Linked DNA regions of Zea mays: region 1 is linked to region 2. A link is a contact called in public Hi-C data. All regions are on one chromosome and are shown on one strand. Each heading gives the region's core, a stretch centred on a gene start, on an enhancer-like site or on the middle of the called end of the contact. The rest is flanking DNA. Distances are from core to core; before and after follow the strand shown.

The links. Hi-C and Micro-C count contacts between places; a contact is called where the count stands out from the background.
Region 1: a contact with region 2 is called in a Hi-C map of endosperm, with 2.9 times the contacts expected there. The contact joins the promoter of LOC100194357 here to the promoter of LOC100281182 in region 2. A contact is called at or near these places in 8 of 25 Hi-C or Micro-C datasets (bundle sheath, ear, endosperm and 4 more).

The regions. Positions count from the first base shown.
Region 1 is chr1:38,159,325-38,162,024 of Zm-B73-REFERENCE-NAM-5.0, forward strand. LOC100194357 (nucleic acid binding protein) reads right to left here and starts at 1,391. Exons shown (of 1, transcript NM_001139392.2): 1 at 1-1,391. The coding sequence starts at 1,213.
Region 2 is chr1:37,980,116-37,982,993 of Zm-B73-REFERENCE-NAM-5.0, forward strand. LOC100281182 (calcium ion binding protein) reads left to right here and starts at 1,566. Exons shown (of 1, transcript NM_001154101.3): 1 at 1,566-2,878. The coding sequence starts at 1,708. LOC100282337 reads left to right here. Exons shown (of 4, transcript NM_001155249.2): 4 at 1-485. The coding sequence ends at 320.

The DNA.
Region 1 (2,700 bases), core at 141-2,640, 180 kb after region 2:
ACACCAGCATGGCGCGGCGCACCTGGAGGAAGGCGAACTCGCGCTCCACGTCGGCGGGCAGGGACGCGTGCGCGGTCCACGCGGAGGCGTAGGTGGCGATGCCGTCCACGTCGGCCTGCTTGCCCGCGAACCCGTGCCGCAGGGTGCTGCACACGCAGCAGTAGGGGCTCCCGCACACGCCGCCGCCCAGGGAGCAGAGCATGGTGGAGCAGTGGAAGCGCAGGCGCTCGTTGCCGTCCGCGATGCAGCGCTCCTCCACCACGGCGCCCTCGCCGCCGCAGCGCCGGGCGGCCCGGGCGCGGACCAGGTCGCGGTACTCCTCGAAGCGGGCCAGCGCGCGCGGGTTGTGGTGGATCCTGAGGACGCGGCGGACCGCGGGGGCCTCGCCGGCACCGGCACCGGCACCGGCACCGGACGCCGCGGGCCTCCACCCGGCGAGGAAGATCATGCGGATGATGTTGAGGCTGGAGTCCAGGTGGGTGAGCTCCGACAGGGAGTGCTTCATCGCCTGGTGGAGCTCCAGCAGCTGCGGCCTGCCCAGCACCTCGCCGCACACCTTGCAAGGGAACACGTCGCCGCGGGCGGCGAACGACCGGAACGACTGCCTGCTCGCCTGCAGCAGCTTCTGCTGCGGCGACGACGGGAACGGGGTGGCGCTGAGGGAGCGCACCGAGAGCGGCGACATCATCAACGGCGACGACCACGCGCACGGCGACGACGGCGTGGACAGCACCACGGACGTCGACGAAGGCTGATGCGGCAGCGACTGGGCAATCGGCGAAGACACGGTGGTGGCCACCGCCTCCTCCTCTCCGTCCCTTCCCGCGACGACGGTGCCGCCATTCTTGGTCCCGGTCGACCCGGAGCGGAAGATGCGGTGGAGGTAGAGACGGAGGCTGGCGGCGAGAGACGACACGTGCCTGCGCGGGGCTCCGGCGCTATCGTCGCTGGCTGTAACGGCAGTGGACGACGCTGCCGGGGAGAAGATCAACGGCGATATCTTCCTCCTCTTGTTGCTCCCACCGCCGCCTCCTACTACCTTGCCGTCGGCTTCCGCTGCTTCGTCCTCCTCCTGCTGCGCCCGCGCGGCAGCGCCGGGCGAGAAGCAGCAGCTGCCGCCGTGGCCAATGTGGAGGAACAGGAGGAAGAAGAGGGACAGGAAGCCGCGCAGCAGCAGCGAGCCACCACCACCACCACCACTGCCCGCTGCCATCTCCGTTCGATCTTTACCGGCCTCAGCGTCGATCGTCACGGACTCAACTCAGATCACGTCTGCGCGGCGCGGCGAGAAGTCGAGAAGCGTAAAGCGAGGAATCCTCTGACAGGCGAGCGGAGGAAGCAAAGCTGGAGCCGGCCGGGAAGTGATGGAATGACGGAGGTGGAAAGCGCAGGGGGAAAGAAGGCAGGGTGCTTAAAAGAGGAGAAGGGTGTTGTGCTATGTACTATGTGCTGGTTGGGTACGGAAGCCGAGTGCAAAAAGGAAATCCGGCGGCGTGACAGCAACAGGGTGTCTATACGCACTACTCCTACGCAGACGCAGGAAGGGCAAACCGGCAAAGCATGCAGCTACTGCTGCTGCGGCCATGATCTTTCAGCGCCATGCATGCATCGTCACACTCACACCGAGGACGCTGTAGACTTGCATTGCATAGGCGGGGGGAGAGGGGAATGACGCGCACGCCATTGCCATGGGTGTGGACAAGCTACCGGCCGACGATCGATCGGGATCGGGACGGGAGCCTGGAGTATTGGAACGTGCAAGGATGGGGAGAGCCATCTATCATCATTGTTGAAAGGCCCGACGTCCTGCCTCCACAGTCCACACCGATCTCCATGGCTCATCATGTTCACGTCTAGCACACTGACCCACACCGACTCCATTATTCACTACCTGGTGCAGGTGCCCAGCCCACGTAAAAATGGCTTGGCGCTCTGGCGCTCTGCCCAACGGCCTGGTCTCGTCGTCCGCGGGGAGCACGCATGCGGGGCTGCTGTCCCTGGCGGCTGCCGCGCTGCCCTTGGCTGGCTGGTAGTATATGATGATAACGGGCGGCGAGGCGAGACGAAAGCAGAGACAAGATGCAGCTGCAGTCTGACCGCGCAGAGATCCCCGTGCTTGCTAGCGCTCGACTGCAGCTCCCGCCACGGCAAAACGAGCTGTAGGGGTTTGTACTCAAGAGCATATGGGGATCCGAGGGACTCGCGAACTACTGCATCTCAAATCTTCACAAAGGCAGACCGGGGTTCGCAAGATTCGCTGTCAACACTTTGTCGTTCTGGCTTACGTACGGTTTATATCTTATTCTATTCCGAAGAAGATGTTCTGATGGCTTTCAATATGTCTCTTTTTTTTAGCGATGGGCTTTGCAGTACGGCTCGCGCCATGCTCTGAACCAAAAGGAGACCACTCGAGTCCATGCACACGACTCAGTGCTCCACTGCTCCATAGAAGCGCTAGCCAATGCCATTCGTTCCCGTACCCCATGCTGAACTATCTAATACATCCACTCTTTCTATTATCTCACACAGGTGATGGTTGCTTGCTTTGTGTGCAAAAATAGCTTCTCAAGAGTTCTTTCAGTGGCTATATTGGTAAGTACCTGGCTATAGCTACTTCTATTGAAAGTGCTTTTTTTTCTTTTCCTGATTGTGTGAAGAGGCTTACTGAGTTAATTATGTCGTTGCAATTTCAGTTCGCTT
Region 2 (2,878 bases), core at 316-2,815:
TGATCAATGCACTCAAGTACAACTTGGAACAAGTATGTGCTCACCAGAGCAAGGACTTCAAGGAAGGCTGCGGTGATAGCGAGGTAGATGACACGGCGTCCTGTCCCTATGGTGGTGCTGTCAATTTGCAACTGATGCCAAAGGAGAACAGACAACCGAAGAATTTAACGGCTTGCAGGGTCTGTAAATCAAGTGAGGCATGCATGCTCTTGCTGCCGTGTCGGCATCTTTGTCTATGCAAGGAGTGCGAGAGCAAGCTGAGCATCTGCCCCCTGTGCCAGTCCTCCAAGATACTTGGCATGGAGATATATTATGCATAGAATATAATTTATGTATCACATTAGTATCGTACGAGATACTGCTATGTTAATACGTCAATCTATTGCCGAAGTTCAGAACCTATGTACCACTATTGACTTGCCACTGGATCAAAAAAAGACTGCCGTTTATGGTAGATTTAACGCAGCAAATTTCTTTGCGAAGCTTATTGTTGGTTTGTGCCCCTAGTAGACTTGGCAGAGTTTGTCTTGTGCGACTGATTGTTACCGTCTATGTATTTCCATTAGCAGACCCTTTCAGGCAGTGTTTGGAACTCAGGAAATTTCACCAGTGCTGTGTTTTCGCTGCTAAATTGAATTGATTTATGTGAAATTTATCCGATCCCTGTGTTTTTTTGCTGCTAAGAAATTGGATCGATTTCTATAAAATTCATGTGCGATTTCTGTGACCTGGATTGGATTCCTATCTTGATTTTTTTCTCTAATTTATATAAGTTTCTCTAATTTATTTAAATTTTGATGAGCTTGAATGAATAGCCTCAAAGTGCGGCTGCCCTCTACTGCCTTTCTATGGTTTAAGTATTATACAATTCGAAAGTATTAATTATGTATATGTCAATAAAGAGTGTCAACTTGTAAGCGAAGGCTTCTTCTGCCACAAGGTTTTGTAAAATTCAATATACCTGTAAAATAAGAAGTCAAAGTGTTGCGTGGAGTGCAAAGCATCCTCCATAGATTTGGTAATTTGGATATTGAACAGATCAATCTCTTAAAAAGAGCCATCTGCTGCTGCTGCTTTAAGATTTTCGAGTTATATATCCATGGACAATTATACGATTGGTCTCGGGCAGATCCCTCACCCATCCAGCTGCTGTCGCCGCAGCTGTACCGTACTGCCACTCCACCGCTCACAGCACTACAGCAGCACAGCGACGCGCGAGAGCGAGACGCGCCCCGGCCCCGCCGCCATCGGCGAGCAGCTAGCGTATCTTGTGTCTCTCCAAAGTCCAGCCCAAACCCGCGCCGATGTTGACCAGTGGCGGGCGGGCGGGCGGAACGAGCACCGGCGCGGGGGCGGACGGCGGAGCGCCCTATCCATGTGAACCTAACGAACGCTGCGAGCCAGGCTTGCCAACGCGGTGCCACTGCCACCCCTCGTGCGGTCGTGCCCACCCATCCACCGTCATCATTAGCATCGTCTCCTCTCGTTAGCAGTCGCAAGTAGCCAGCAGTCCAGCACACGACTCCGCCGCCCCTTCCGCTCCGTCCTCCCCTCCTCTCCGCTCTCCATCCTGGCCGGGCCCACCCGGCATTCTTGAACTCCCCCTTCCCGCATCAAATCCCCTACCCGTGCCGTCGCTGCGCCCGCGCTGCGTGCCCGAATTTTCGCCGTAATCCGGCTGGTTTTTCCCGTGCGCAGCGGGCCGTAATGGCGCTGTCCGCGTCCGCGGCGTCGGCCGGCCGGGGGTCGCGGGCGGAGAAGGTGAGGAGGATCTTCGAGCGCTTCGACACCAACGGGGACGGCGGGCTAGACCGGAACGAGATGGCCGCCCTCGTCGTCGCCGTCAACCCGCGGGTCAAGTTCAGCGAGGACCAGATCTCCGCCATCCTGGACGAGGTGTTCCACACCTACGGCGAATTCATCCTCCCCGACGGCAGGGGCCTCTCCCTACTAGGGCTGCTTCGCACCTACGATGACGGCGCCGGGGACGTCGACCGCGACTTTCTCGCGCTCTCCCTACCCGCCGTCGACTCCGACGCCTCCTCCCCGGACATCGCCGCAGGGGACGCTGCCGCCCACTCCTCCCCGCCCTCCGGGGCTGCCGCCGCCGCATCGCTGCTCGACGACCACGCCAAGCCGCTCGGCGCCGGCGGCGCTGCGCCGTCGGTCAGCTCCCGCGCCGCCGTCGCCGCGCCGGCTTGGGCGACCTCGCCCAACCACGGCATCGCCTTCGACTCCTCCTGGGGACTCCTCGACGACCTGGAGATACTCGTCAAGCGCCTCCGCTCAAAGCAGCTGCGGAAGGGCTCCATCGACGGCGCCGGCAACAACAACTTCGACTCCTTCTCCGAGGCCGGGTGGTCCAGGGAGATCTCCGGCGCGGCGGATTCCGCATCCACCGCCGCTCCGTGGGACGAGACGAGCCGCGACTACCTCACCTTCGTCAAGGAACTCGCCGTGCTCCGCACGCGCGCCGACGCCTCCCGCTCGCGCGAGGAGGCATTCGACAACCACATGGTCATCGGCCGGGCGCTTTCTGAGCACCGCCTCTTCCGAGACGCCCTAGCCAGCTTCCGCCGCGCCTGTGAGCTGCAGCCCACTGACGTCCGTCCCCACTTCCGCGCGGGGAACTGCCTGTACGCCCTCGGTCGCCATGCAGAAGCCAAGGAGGAGTACCTCCTCGCCCTTGAGGCCGCGGAGGCTGGCGGCTCACAGTCCGCGGACATTCTCCCGCAGATCCATGTCAACCTTGGTATTGCCATGGAGGCCGAGGGGATGGTACTTGGTGCCTGTGAGCATTACCGAGAAGCTGCCATACTGTGTCCATCTCATGCCAGGGCACTCAAGCTCCTGGGGAGCGCTCTCTTTGGCGTTGGGG